2 separate regions of the Mus musculus genome follow, and region 1 is linked to region 2. The links are chromatin contacts, called in public promoter capture Hi-C maps. All regions are on one chromosome and are shown on one strand. Each heading gives the region's core, a stretch centred on a gene start, on an enhancer-like site or on the middle of the called end of the contact. The rest is flanking DNA. Distances are from core to core; before and after follow the strand shown.

The links. Promoter capture Hi-C pulls out the DNA fragments that hold promoters and counts their contacts.
Region 1: a contact with region 2 is called in a promoter capture Hi-C map of liver. The contact joins the enhancer-like site here to the promoter of Tbc1d24 in region 2. A contact is called at or near these places in 8 of 39 promoter capture datasets (the HPC-7 cell line, cranial neural crest, frontonasal cranial neural crest and 5 more), 5 of 484 Hi-C or Micro-C datasets (the C2C12 cell line, bone marrow-derived macrophages, embryonic fibroblasts and 2 more), 10 of 115 datasets of contacts at active chromatin or transcription factors (SST interneurons, bone marrow-derived macrophages, craniofacial prominence and 6 more) and 4 of 9 other capture datasets (adipose tissue, liver, macrophages and 1 more).

What each region holds. Positions count from the first base shown.
Region 1 is chr17:24,369,551-24,376,727 of GRCm38.p6, reverse strand. Abca3 (ATP-binding cassette, sub-family A (ABC1), member 3) reads right to left here. Exons shown (of 33, transcript NM_013855.3): 8 at 2,225-2,484; 9 at 248-364; 10 at 1-63. Among named protein-coding and RNA genes, the nearest start is that of Gm25618, 11 kb to the right of the region's middle. Within about 2 kb of position 1,412, at least 9 of the 459 cell types and tissues checked have an H3K27ac peak or open chromatin away from gene starts, as enhancers often do. A contact at or near this core is called in liver, where this site is marked.
Region 2 is chr17:24,203,970-24,210,892 of GRCm38.p6, reverse strand. Tbc1d24 (TBC1 domain family, member 24) reads left to right here and starts at 5,331. Exons shown (of 8, transcript NM_173186.4): 1 at 5,331-5,419. It overlaps Ntn3 (netrin 3), which reads left to right and starts at 1,506. Exons shown (of 6, transcript NM_010947.3): 1 at 1,506-2,834; 2 at 2,906-3,094; 3 at 3,178-3,327; 4 at 3,450-3,500; 5 at 3,611-3,685; 6 at 3,946-6,923. The coding sequence starts at 1,907. The coding sequence ends at 4,295.

The sequences.
Region 1 (7,177 bases), core at 163-2,662, 170 kb before region 2:
CAGCAGGAACGCCAGGACCAGGGAGGGGTCGCTGTTGGAAAGGACTGCTATGTCCTTCTTCACCTGCAGGACAGGCCGGCCAGGTGAGGCAGGGAAGGCAGAAATGAATCGGGCAGGTCTAAAGGTGTGGGTCAGGGGAAGGCCCGCTTGTCTTCGACAGCAGGGGAAACACTTGCCCTGAGGTCAGGGGCCATGAATGGTCTCCGCCCCCTCTTCTTTCCAGAGCCCTCATGGAAGCCACACTTACTTTGACACAGAACAGGAGGGTCATGAAGGAGACCACGATGAGGAAGAATAGGAAGAACATGAGGAACCAAGCGCTCCAGTGTAGCCAGCTGTTAAGCCCCATCATGCGCATGTACTCCTGTGAATGGGAGACAGCATCACACAGTTGCATGCGGCTAGCTTTCCTCAGAGCCCCACGTGTGCCGGTCTGCTTACATAAGGACAGGGCCATGTATAGAGCAGGAAGGTAGACCAGGATACCTGTGCTATAGAGCACAGGCAGGAATTATCCAGCACACATGAGGGGAAAGAGAAGGCTGTGGTCGGGCATGCTTTGTCCAACAGCTCTTAGCCCTGTGGTCTACAGATCCACCTCTTTTCTATCTTTTATCAGTGGCACATGCTACCCTAGCTGGGAGGCTGTCCCTGATAGTCAACTCCAGATTAATTGCCTCTTCTTCCTAAGTCATGATGGCCTGCCCTATCCTCCAGCCCACTACTCAGTGTGGTGTGGCTCTGCTCTATTTCATGAGCGCGAAGTCACTTCCCAACTGCGCCCACTACGCTCTGTCATGCTGGGAAACCCCCTTCTCTGCTTGTGCTTCGTTCAGGTCTGACACAGGTACCCAATAGATGTTAAGTTGATGAATTCTCTAAGTCCTTCAGGGAAGCCTTATATGCTGTGGAGCAATTCCAGACTCCCAAGCGATGCTCCCAAGTCTTCATTTTGCTTCAGCTGATTCCCAGAAGCCAGGGGGATGGCAGCTGGCATTAAGGTCCAGAGTCGAGGCAGAGGCAGGCAGATTTCTGAGTTCGAGGCCAGCCCGGTCTACAAAGTGAGTTCCAGGACAGCCAGGGCTATACAGAGAAACCCTGTCTCGAAAAACCAAAAAAAAAAAAAAAAAAAAAAACCAAAAAAAAAAAAAAAGTCCAGAGTCCTGAAGCCTGGCCCCTCCCACTGTTGGCAGAAAGACTCTGCAGGTCATACTGTCCACACTGCCAGCAGCCTCCTGGGCTGTGAGCCTTGACAAGTGTGTGGCTGAGGACATGCATTAAGAGAGCCGAGCATCCATTCATTTTCGTTCTCACTTTGAAGGAGAAGCCCAGAACCCTTAGGGAAGGGTGCTTCCTGTCTCTGTGGAAGAACAGGGTAAGGTGATGTGGAACACTCTGAGCACCCCTCCCCCCCCCTCTCTCTTGTTTATCAGGCTGTCAGGAAGTGCCACAAGGAAACCCAGTTCCTGAACTGAGCAGTGCTGCTTTGGGCTCTGGGAATCTAAAGCTGGACTGCCAGTGGCTAGGAAAGGAAAAACTCAGCTCTTTGCTGGCAGTGGGGCCCACAGGTGGAGTTTTTACATTCTTGAAGCCCTGAGTTCCATTTCCAGCACTGAAAACAAAAATCAAAACCAAAAAAACCCAGGAAGATCTTGGAGGAGTTAGCAGAAGGAAAAAACATAGTCAAAACACATATGAAAAAACTTTTTGAAAAAAACGAAACAAAAAAATTATAAAGATAATAATATAAAACAGAAACAAAAACAAACAGACAAGAAACAATGAAAAGCAAACCAGGCAGTGGTGGCACATGCCTTTAATCCCAGCACTCAGGAGGCAAAGGGAGGCAGATCTCTGAGTTCAAGGCCAACCATGCTGACAGAGGGAGTTACAGGACAGCCAGGGCTACACAGAGAAGTCCTGTCTTGACAAAACCAAATAAAAAAACCAAACCAAGCGGAAAACCCCAAACAAACAAAAACCAACAACCCCAAATCCAGCTCCCCAAGTGCTGCACGGAGACTGTGGACCAAGGGCACACCCACTACCAGAATCTAAGCATAGCAGCTGGACTTCCTAACCTTGTGTCACAGCAGTGCCCATACTGAGCCCTGGCTCTTATGGTCCCAGCACACAGGGCAGCAGCCTTGAGACAGGCCAATTCTTTTGAGGGAGTCCCAGGACCCAGCATTCTCAGACTGACTTGCCATGCACAGAGGGTTACCTTTAGTTTTTTCTCCTTCTCCTGCACCACAGCCCGGATGATGGTGAGGGAGGTGTAGGTGAAACTCAGCATGAGCAGCAGAGGAAGCTGGTACTGGATGGCAATGAGGAATGGATCTGAGATGTATGGTGGGAACGGGAACCTTTTGGTGATCACCATGAGCTTCTGGAACAGCTGCTGTGCAGAGGTGTTGGCATGGTAACGCATGATGGCTTTGTCTACAGCATGTTGCATGGCCAGGAAGCCTTCCCGAATGTATCCTGAGTTCAGAAACAGAGGACAGCTGTGTCATGGTGCTGCTCATGAGAGGGGTATGCTTTGAACAGACAGACTTCCCTGAGTCTGCAGAGGGAGGGCCAGAGGAGGCAATGGGTAACTTTACCTGATACCCTACTCTGTGGACCACTAATAGCATCTGACAACATTCAGTGGTCACAAGGAGAAGAAAAAACATGCCACATATTGCCAAGTGACACTTCTACTTCATAATTAACATAACCCACACAAAATCATAAATATGATCATATTTTAAAAATAGCTTGATTTAGGACCAGGGAGATAGTTCAGTGGGTAAGACATAAGCATGAGAACCTGGATGGAATCTGCATCACCCTCACAAAGCCTACCCTGCATATGCCTGTAAACCCAGCATCTCAGGGAGGAGCCAGGCAGATCCTGGTGCTAACTGGCCAGCCAGCTTATCCCAAAACGGTGTAATTCAGCAAGAGACAGTGTCAAAGGTGCCAAGTGATAAAGAAGGGCACTCAACACTGGCCCACCCATGAGCATGTCTATACACACACACACACACACACACACACACACACCTACACTTACACACTCCAAACACATTACATACACTATACATTACACACACACACACACACGTAACTTTTAATTTTTTTATGCCTTACTTTTAATGATGTTTTTAAAATATTTTAACTTCCCTTGTAGCCCACCACCCACCAGAGGTAATGGGAAAGAAAGGATATGGGGAAAATAGATCTGTTAAAAAAGGTTCTTTGGAATAACTCACATCTGTGTTGTCTGGAAATTGACAGTTTAGTTTACAGGTCAGTAGTGGCAACTCGATCCACTCCCAAACCCTTCACAGATACACCAGTAGTCTAGTTTGGTAGAGTCAGGATAGCAAACATGAATCAGAAGTGGTGGCACTATCTAGCAGAGACAGCCAGGCTTTAGCCTTAGTACAAGTCAGTAGGAGAGTTCAGGAGTGAGGCCAGGAGAAGTTCTCTGCTGTGCCTCTTTCACTGAAGCAATGCTCAGCCAAGGCTCGACTGACAAGCGTTGTACAGCTAGTTCTATAAGTCAGTCTAGTTTAGCTTTGGTCACTGTTTGTCAAGTCTGATTTACACTCTCCAAACATCCCTTGTCTTTATGTATCGTGTCTCAGGCTATGTTATCTGTCCAGCACGCGCATCTGTCTCAGCTGACATTACTCTGCCAATCATCCCGAGTCCTCGGAAGCAGCAAGAAATTGTAGCACACCCCCAGAAGTTGTTTGGTGCATTTCTCTCTATGGAATCCCAACAAATGTAGCTCAACTACATGATGTTAGGCGGACCAATACATTTGTATCATTAGTGAAGAATCCTTCACTACATATCCTTTCACAGGCTTGCTTTAGCAGAAAATCCTTTTTCCCGTGTCTGCTTAAGCTAAATGTTCCTTCATGAGTCTACCTTAGCCTTTCACCTGTGTCCTCTTCAGCAAAACACCATCCAACCAACTTTCCAAAGAGCCCTTAAGTTTCCACTTCACACACACACTACACACATGCATGCACCAAACACATTACATACACTATACACACATACACACACCCAACAAACTAAACACACATAGCCTGATATGAACTTGGTGGGAAAGAGACCCTATATTTCTCAAATGGGTGGACTGACAATTCTCAACAGATAAAACTTAGGCTAAATAGGTACCAGAAGAGAAACCACTAAGAGTGAAGACACGAGACACAACTGTAACGGTCTAGGTAAAATATTAAGGCCTAGATGTCATGGTAAGGTCTAGGTAACTGTGAGCTGGCTGGCCTGCCATTTCTGCTGTTATAGGAAACTCTCTCATGCCCAGGTTGATTACATATCCTCTTATGTCCTGTGCCCTTGGAAGTCAGTAGACCTGCTTTGTATAGTTACCCACAATAAGCTTGGACCTGAACCAACCACCCAGCAGCACTTCCTGCACCTGTGCATGCGCTTTTATGGCATAGGCTGCTCCTGGGATGGACCCCAGCTTAAGAGAGACACCTGCACCAATATAAGAAACTATTTGGAATAAGACTTCTATTTTAAGTTGGGGCCTAGTAAAATTTAAGTTCCCAAGACCTCTCTGGGAACTGACATCCTACTTGGCAGAAAGAGACATGTATGTGGGTAACTGACATCCTGATTGACAAGTTAGGACATGAATGTTAGACAAGGCAAGTCCCCTGCCACAGTTGAATATGCCATCCAATGGGAACAGGATAAGTGCACAACAAAGACCCGTTCCTAAGGATGTCCCCTATCCCTAAATTCTGATTGGTGGAATAACTTGACACAGCTTTGTGGATTTTAGGCTTAAACCCTGTAGGATCTTAATTCAAGATTATGGTTCAGTTCCCAAATCTGGACCATGGCTCTGATAGACCAGCCTGGGGATGTATGCTCAATAAACTATCCCTGTCTGATGGAGATTGGTGTTCATGCACTTTGTGAGGCCATTCCTGGACCCCAAAATAAGGATAACAAAGAAGGTGGAAGATCAGACAAGTGCTTGCCGTATTTGGAGAGGGCCAGGTTGAGTGCTATCTCAGTAGTTTAAGTCAAGAGAAAGAAGCTAATGGCCTTGGTGCCTAACTGTGACTCTGGTGGAAGGTAGCAGAGAGGAGACAGAGGCTGAAACCTTTGCCCAAGTGGTTAACTAACTGTGAATTAGTGTCTGCTGGACTGTGTTCCATCCTAGCGGGCCAGGGAGAAGCCGTTCCTTCCCTCTTCAAGTTTGTATCCATAGCTACATTCCTTGCCTAACGGTCCCTTCCTCTACTTCTACGACCAACAAGGTGCTCTCTCAAGATTGGCTCACACTTTCTTTTGCAGCCATTGTCTACTTTATGTTTGTTTTCCAAGACAGGGTCTCTCTGTGTAACCCTGCTCTCCTGGAACTAGCTCTGTAGACCAGGCTGGCCTTGAACTCACAGAGATCCTCCTGCCTCTGCCTCCTGAGTGCCACCATCACCTGGCTGCTTTTGTGGATCCTGCAATTACACTGGCTACGGGAGGGTAACTGAAAATTTTGCTTTTGTGAATCAGGTACCTAGCAGACTTAATTTCCTTCTGCCTCAATGAGGCCACGGTTCTGAATGACTGGGATGGGGTCAAATTAGGGATAACTTGACCTACCTTAGCTGGCCTGAAATAAAAAGCTCAAAGGGAAAGGGGCCAGTAACAGTAGCAAGCACAGTGCCCTAAGGCATACGAGGCCTGAGAGCAATAAACCCAAGGAAGAAGTGGGTTTAGGATTAGGCGATAAAAGGCAGCCTGAGATCCCAAACTCTGAGCCTCAGGACAAACTAGGGAACAGACCACAGCCCCAAGTGCTTAGATACAAATATCCTGAGACACAAAACTGTCTGACCACCTGGGTGACCTATAGGAAAGAGAAAAGCAAAAACACTAACCACTAACTAGCCACTAACTAAGTTACCAAGTGCTGACATTTTTCTGTCTTGCCCTGGTTTTATGATCATAATGCCATTGGTGTGTGCCAAGGCCTGTGCTGGTGGAGCAAGAATTCTCACTGGACACTTCGCAGCAGTGAGTGTGAGCCTCATTAGACAGAGATACTTAGGCCCAGGGAAGCACATAGCTGGTGAGGGGTTCAGCTGAGCATGGAACCCCAGAAACTTTGTCGTTTGAGTCATGCCTTCTCATGACTGTTTTCTCTACAAATAACTGCCTGCTACTTGTCCACATAGTTTCCTCAGAAGACTACCTGCGGCTCAGCAGTTGTCCTTGTAACTGTGGCAACTTGACTGTCTAAGGCAGTGGTTCTCAACCTGTGGGTTGAAATCTCTTTGGGGGTTGCATATCAGATATCCTACAGATCAGATATTTCCATTCTGGTTCCTAACAGTAGCAAAATTACAGTTACGAAGTAGCAACAAAATAATTTCATGGTTAGGGATCACCACAACATGAAGAACTGTATTAAAGGGTCGCAGCATTAGGAAGGTTGAGAACCAGTCTGTACTGGCTGGTTTTGTGTGTCAATTTGACACATGTTGGAGTTATCACAGAGAAAGGAGCCTCCCTTGAGGAAATGCCTCCATGAGACCAAGCTGTAAGGCATTTTCTCAATGATCAAGGGTGGGAGGGCCCATTGTGGGTGGTGCCACCCCTAGGCTAGTAGTCCTGGGTTCTATCAGAAAGCAAGTCAGTAAAGAACATCCCTCCATGGCCTCTGCATCAGCTCCTGCTCCCTGACCTGCTTGAGTTCCAGTCCTGTCTTCCTTTGGTGATCAACAGCAGTTTGGAAGTGTAAGCCGAATAAACCCTTTCCTCCCCAACTGCTTCTTGGTCATGATGTTTGTGCAGGAACAGAAACCCTGACTAAGACAAATTGGTACCAGCATAGTGGGGTATTCCTGTGACAAGCTGACCATGTTTTGGGGAGGACTGTGGAAGGACTTTGGAACTTTGGGCTAGAAGAGCCATTAGGATGTTAAGAGCTCTGTCAGATGTTGTGTAGGAGCTTGGAAGATAATGTTGAGAACAGTGCAGAAGATGGAGGCCTGGTTTGTGAAATTTCAGAGGGAAGATTAAAGACTCTTATCAGGGCCATTGCGGTTTTGATTGTGAAGATTCTGTGGTTTTGGTTAGCTGGGGTGAGGAATCAGCTGCGATTAACAAGATACCAGAACTACTAAAGCAAAAA
Region 2 (6,923 bases), core at 4,082-6,581:
CACCTCCCATAGTTGTCTGACAGTCTGGGGACTCTAGCATGGGCTTGATGTTCAGAGGACAGCCTGGTTTTCCCCTGAGTCAGCTGTTCTAGAGGAACAAGTGTCCAACACCCTGCCACACTGCTTCTCTCCCGGTGCCTGCCTCTGCCGCAGCCCCTGTGTCCTGGGAAGGGTCCAGGGTTCTTGTTTCACTATTCCTTTCCTGAGAGCTTCTGTTTCTCTCCTTTTTTGTTGTAGGAACACTTTCAGTCCAGAATGCTAGCTCTGAGTATACAGGCATTCTCCCTCATATGGCCTCTCTTACCATCTGCAGGGACTGGCCTGTGGTCAGCCTCCTTTCTGAAACCAGGTAATTGGACCTCAGGACTGCTCCCCCAAGATGGAACTGTATCCCACCCGCTCTTCGTGGAGTCCATGGCAGCCTTGCCTGGTCCGTCAGGGACCAAAGGCAGTGAGTGGTTCCTCTTGGCAAGACCCTCTCAGCCACAGCCCACCTCCAACTTGTACCCCAGCAACTCATCTGGGGCATCTGCCTGTTTTTCTACCCAGATGTACTAGGCTGTAGACGGTCAGGTTCAGGGATTCTGACTCTGGTTTATTTGTGACCAGCCCCTCTCCAGTCGTTAAATCCCACTCCTTACCTTTCCACGAGGGTGGGGGTGGGGTAACAGGTGAACAGACCTTGAACCCCAAGGGACCATCAAATAGGCTGTACTTTGTGCTCAAACTTTCAAGCCCTTCTGGACAATGGGGCTATCCTATGACACAGCTATACCCTGAGACCCAGGAGTGATTTAGATTAAGAGATTGGCTGGATCTCACTGTCCAACCGTGACCTCATCACTTAGCCGCATCCCTAGTGCACCTCGCTTAGGATGATATCTATGTTAGCTCATCAAATGCTCCCAGCAACTCCACAAAGCATGGCAAACAATAGACATTTTGGTGGATGAGGAAACTGAGGAACTCAGGCCACACAGCCAGAAATCCAAACAGCTTGGATTTAAAATAAGACCTGAGTTCTTTCTGCTAGAACAGACTACTGCCTTGGGGATACCTTACAAGAACACCAGCCCCAACTGTCTTCTTCCCCCATTCTGGGGAGCATCCAAGACTTCAAGCTTCAGTTCTAAGGTTGTGCCTGCATGATGGGCCTCTGGGAGGAGTGGCCCAGACCCCAGCCCAGCACGTGGCACCACCCCAGGAGCAGTCAAAGCCTGGCTTCAGGCCGAGGACCCTGCTGGGTGGTCCCTCACGGGCTGTAAGGCTGAGCTGCCCCCTCCCGTAAGCGCATTCCTGGCTCTCCAGCCCCTCCCCCCGGATCGTGGGCCTCCCAGCCCCCTCCCGCGCTGGCCCAGCCTGTGTCTGAATCTGCTTCTGATTCTGGCTGTCGGGACAAGGCCCCCTCCCCTCCTTCCTTCCCGGCCCGAGCAGCTCCGCCCCTGGCTAGGACCAGGCTTGCTCCTGCTGAGCCCCCCACCCCCTTCTGGCACAGCTCCTCTGCTCTCGCTGCAGCCAGGAGAAGCCGGCAGCCCGGGCGCCCCAGGCCCCGCCCGCCCAAGGCCCTTCCCGGGAGGCCGGGAGACCTGCTCCTCCTGGCCCTCCGTGGGTGAGTGCTGGCGGCCGGCGGCGGGTGGGGCCTCCGCGGGCGGAGGCACCGGGAGCGGGGGCGACGCCTGTCAACGCTTCAGGCCTAGCAGGAGGACTCGCCAACATCCCTGCTCCTGTGCTCGGCCCCGGGCGTGCCGGTGGCTGCTCCCACTTCTGGGCCTGTGCTGGGGGCCGCCCTGGTGCTCTGCTATCTTGGCACTGCAGACCCGGCACGCAGAGTAGCGGACTAGGCTCTCTCTTCGAGGGCAGACTCGTTAGGCGGAAGCTGGCTGGTTGACTTACAGCGGCCACGGCCATGCCCACCTGGCTCTGGGGGCTGCTGCTGACCGCGGGCACGCTCTCCGCTGCACTGAGCCCAGGGCTGCCGGCCTCTGCCGACCCCTGCTATGATGAGGCGAGGGAGCCTCGCTCTTGTATTCCTGGCCTTGTGAACGCTGCTCTGGGCCGAGAGGTGCTGGCGTCCAGCACGTGCGGGAGGTCGGCCAATCGCGTCTGCGATTCCTCGGACCCGCAGCGGGCACACTCTGCAGACCTCCTGACCTCTGCTCCGGGCACTGCAAGTCCTCTCTGTTGGCGCTCCGATTTGCTGCAACAGGCACCTTTCAACGTAACCCTCACAGTGCCCCTGGGGAAGGCTTTTGAGCTGGTCTTCGTGAGCCTGCGCTTCTGCTCAGCTCCTCCAACCTCCGTGGCCCTGCTTAAGTCGCAGGACCATGGCCGCAGCTGGGTCCCCTTGGGCTTCTTCTCTTCCAGCTGTACCCTGGACTATGGCCGTCTGCCTGCTCCTGCTGATGGCCCTTCTGGTCCAGGGCCAGAAGCCCTCTGCTTTCCAGCCCCCCAGGCTCAGCCTGATGGTGGAGGCCTTCTGGCCTTCAGTGTGCAGGATGGCAGCCCACAGGGCCTGGATCTGGACAACAGCCCCGTGCTCCAAGACTGGGTGACTGCCACAGATATTCGCATAGTACTCACAAGGCCTGCCATTCAGGGAGACACCAGGGACGGTGGGGTGACAGTCCCCTACTCCTACTCAGCCACTGAGCTTCAGGTGGGAGGTCGATGCAAGTGCAATGGGCATGCCTCACGGTGTCTGTTGGACACCCATGGCCACCTGGTCTGCGACTGCCAGCATGGTACAGAGGGCCCTGATTGCAGCCGCTGCAAGCCCTTCTACTGCGACAGGCCATGGCAGCGGGCTACAGGGCAGGAAGCCCACGCTTGCCTTGGTGAGGCCTTGGAGGGTAGCCTGGGGACTTCTGACCAGGCAGGGCTGCCCCTGACTGACCCTTCCCTGCAGCTTGCTCCTGCAACGGCCATGCGCGAAGATGCCGCTTCAACATGGAGCTCTACCGACTGTCCGGCCGCCGCAGTGGGGGCGTGTGCCTCAACTGCCGGCACAATACAGCTGGTCGTCACTGCCACTACTGCCGGGAGGGCTTCTATCGTGATCCAGGCCGTGTCCTGAGTGACCGTCGTGCTTGCAGAGGTGAGCCTGCCACCTATACACGTTCGTGATTTACTTCCCCAGAACCCCAGCTACAGTTCTGAGCTTATCATTTCTGTCCTCAGCTTGTGACTGCCACCCAGTTGGTGCTGCTGGCAAAACCTGTAACCAGACCACAGGCCAGTGTCCCTGTAAGGATGGTGTTACTGGCCTCACCTGTAACCGCTGTGCCCCAGGTTTCCAGCAGAGCCGTTCTCCTGTGGCACCTTGCGTTAGTGAGTGACCCTGCCCTGTCTCAGTCACCTCAGCCAAAGTCGCATCAGCTACTGACTGTTGTCTGTTCCCTGAGCCTTTCCGTCAGATACCCCATTATAGACTATTCTCCCACACTCCTTAGAGACTCCTGTCCCTGGACCCACCGAAGAAAGCAGTCCTGTGGAGCCACAGGGTGAGTGGACACCAGAGCCCAGACTGGCCTGGGGAAGAGGGCCCTAGCTAAAGCAGACCAGTGTGGGGTAGAGGCATGGGAATCTGCTAGTCTCCACTCTTTCCCCCTAGACTGTGAGTCACATTGCAGACCTGCGCGTGGCAGTTACCGAATCAGCCTGAAGAAGTTCTGCCGGAAGGACTATGGTAGGCTGCCTCACTCCAGCTCTTCCATCTCGCCCCCAGCTCCTTTGAATACCTTGACCCTGGCTGTACTTCAAGGCTCTTTCTTTCCTCGGGTCTCCCACTGATGCGGGCTTTGGCAGCTATGTCTTAAGTGTACCTCCCTCTAGTGGGTGACCTCTTCATGTCTCTCCTAAGCCATTTGGACATTCTATGCTTCTCTATACAGACCCCTCCGGCCCTGCCCCACTTAACCTGATCGCTTTTCCACGCCCCCCCCGCAGCGGTGCAGGTGGCAGTGGGTGCACGCGGTGAGGCCCGCGGCTCGTGGACACGCTTTCCGGTAGCGGTGCTTGCTGTGTTCCGCAGCGGCGAGGAACGCGCTCGACGCGGGAGCAGCGCGCTGTGGGTACCAACTCTAGACGCGGCCTGCGGTTGCCCGCGCCTCCTGCCCGGCCGGCGTTACTTGCTGCTGGGAGGTGGGCCGGGGGCTGCAGCTGGGAGCACAGCGGGCCGGGGACAGGGGCTCAGTGCTGCCCGTGGAAGCCTCGTGCTGCCTTGGAGAGACGCCTGGACCCGGCGCCTGCGGAGGCTGCAGAGGAGAGAGCGGCGGGGGCGCTGCGGGACCGCCTGAATCTGCAAGCTGGGCGTGGACTGGGCGGACTCAGCTCTCTTATCACTGGGCGCGGCGCGTTCATCAGAGCACTAGGCTGGAAGTGTCACGTGCATCGCCATCTAATTTCCCCCTACCCCCATCCCCGCTTGAAACCTATTTGGCGATACCCTACCCCCAACTTAGAGGAGTATGATGGCCCCTAAGAGCTATCTGGAGGCTCCTAGGGCAGCTCAGAGGACCCTGATCTTATCCCTCTTGGCTGATACCCGACGTCTCTTAAAGGTGTGAACCCGCCTATTCCCAGGGGATGCTAGGATGATCCCTCTGGGGTTTGAGCACATCCCACGGGCCAATGTGATTCATCAACTCTCTGATGCTGTGATACACTAGAGTTCTCCAACCTCTCCAAAACCACTGTTGCCACCATAATTGCCTGTACACCGCTGCAGGGGCTGTGGCTCAATTGCACAGCCAAGACAGCGACGTCTCTGCCCTCCAGCCGGGAATGTACAAAGAGTATTGTAGGCTCCCCTGTCCAGTGTCATGGATCTTGTCCCCATATCCATTCTGGCCTGCCTCTGCCGGTCACGTGACCGTGTCCCCATCCGCAGCTGCATCACTGCCTGTGTCCCATATCTTTCTTGTTCCGTTGTACCCTTTTCTGGGGTCCATCCAGCTGTCGCTTTCTACCACGACTCCTACCAGTCTTGGCCTCTTGGCTCCATGACACAGGTCCTGCCCCTAGCTAGGAGCCCTACACTCTATCCGCTCAAGACTGGACGTCGAGAAGGGGCAGATCAGGTCCACGTGTGACCGGACCAGAGGCGACTTCCACGGGCAGCCGTCGGAGTTCTAGTCGTCCGTGACTTTGCCTTACACCAGGCGCTAGGGTCCCCACCTCTTTAGGCGAGCCCCCGCCCCTTAGCGCGGGAACCGCTGTTTGGCTAGCGCATGCTCCCGACTTGGCCGCCGCCGGGCGCAAATGCGCATGCTCAGAGCCGGCAGCACTGAGACGCGGGGCACTCGGGGTGGGCAGCCCGCAAGCGCGTGCTTGTGGGGCGGGGCCGCCTACGCGCGTGCGCAGAAAGTCCAGTGCGGTCCAGCGGAGAGCCGAAGGGAGAGGTGCGGTGCGGCGCGCCGAGGTGGGTGCGCGGCGGGGGCGTGGCGGCTGGACGCGGGGTGTGGGGGTGTCACTGCCACGGTGCGCTGACCGGCGGCACGGATGTACTGAGGGAGGGGGGCACGGGTTGTGCTCCGTGTCTTGGTCGCTGCGGGTTAGGGGGCTCCAGAGTCTAATGCTGCGTGCGTGACGTGGGCCCCGGAGTCAGAACCCTTTGGGCAGGCCCGGCTTTCCTCGATCATCCCTGCCTTCTCTGGGCTCTGTGTCGTGGGCAAGAACTGCCTCTGTGTCAACCTTCCCTTGGGGCACTTTCCGTCCCTGCGGAATAGGAAATCCTCTTTCTGTATTCGTTCGAAATTGCAGCAGTGTTCATATACCTTTGCCCTCGGAGACCTGCAACAACCCAGGCCCTTCACTTGCCAAAGATGACACAACTGCCCACCTGAAGCTTAGGGACTTTCCCAGCCTGAGAGCCCTATCCAGCCAGTGTCCCTGACATGCCTTGGTCACCTGTGCCTTAGCTTGGCCCTGTGCTTCAGGAGTTTTGAATAACAGCTGGAGGGCAGAGCTGGCACCACACGGGGTGGGCTGCACATGACAGAAGTCAGTCTGCTGGGTGCTGGCAGCCTGACCACAGATTTTCCTTGACAGACCTGACTCAGTTCAGAAATAGTGCTCTGGCCTTCTTGGATGGGGACTCACTGGGCTAACTTTAAAGGCCAAAGATTGTCTAGCCCAGCCCGGACATATGCAGGCATAGGTTGGCCATTTGGGCGGTTGTGTTGCTGTCTTTCCAAGGTAAATAAAGGATTTTCCTTGTCTCACCATGTTCTGCTGGAAGGTCAGCAAGCTACTCCCAGGCAGTTGGTACAACTGTCCCATGGCATGCGTTGCCATGTCATCTACTTGGGGACAATGACTCCATTCTCATTTTCACACCCCTGTCCCCAATAGGCACCTGTCATTGTTCACTGAATTGTTGTGGAGATGGCTGTATTTGTGTTCTCTCAAGCTCTATCTGATGTCAGTTCTGGGTTGGTGTCAAGACCAACCCAGACGACAAATGGTTAAGAAATTTCAAATATTTGATAGTGACCATTCATATTGAGTGCTATGAGGGCTCTGTGTGCTTCCTTGATGATTAATCCTCACCTAATCTCCCCAGTACTCAGATAAAGACTTAGGGTAGTGACAGCTGTATTTAGAATCTAGTCTGCGTGTGGATAGGCCTGGAGCCACATCGTGTTGTCCCTGTTCCCCCATGGTCTGGCATTCAGTTAGCCAGGCACTCTCTTAAGTGCTTGTTGGAGGGAATAAAGATGCCACTTTTTGAATGCTACATGTCAACTAGTGAACTAGCAATGTAGTGGCTTTTGGCTGGATTAAGGGTGACCTTTTGGGTTTGCAGAAGTACTCTAGTAATCTAGGTAGGGTTTTCATAACAACAATCAAATTTACCTCCCTGGGAGTGCAAACTCACCTGCCTGTGTTCCCTACTAGCTCTGAGTAACCACCCTTGCCAGGAC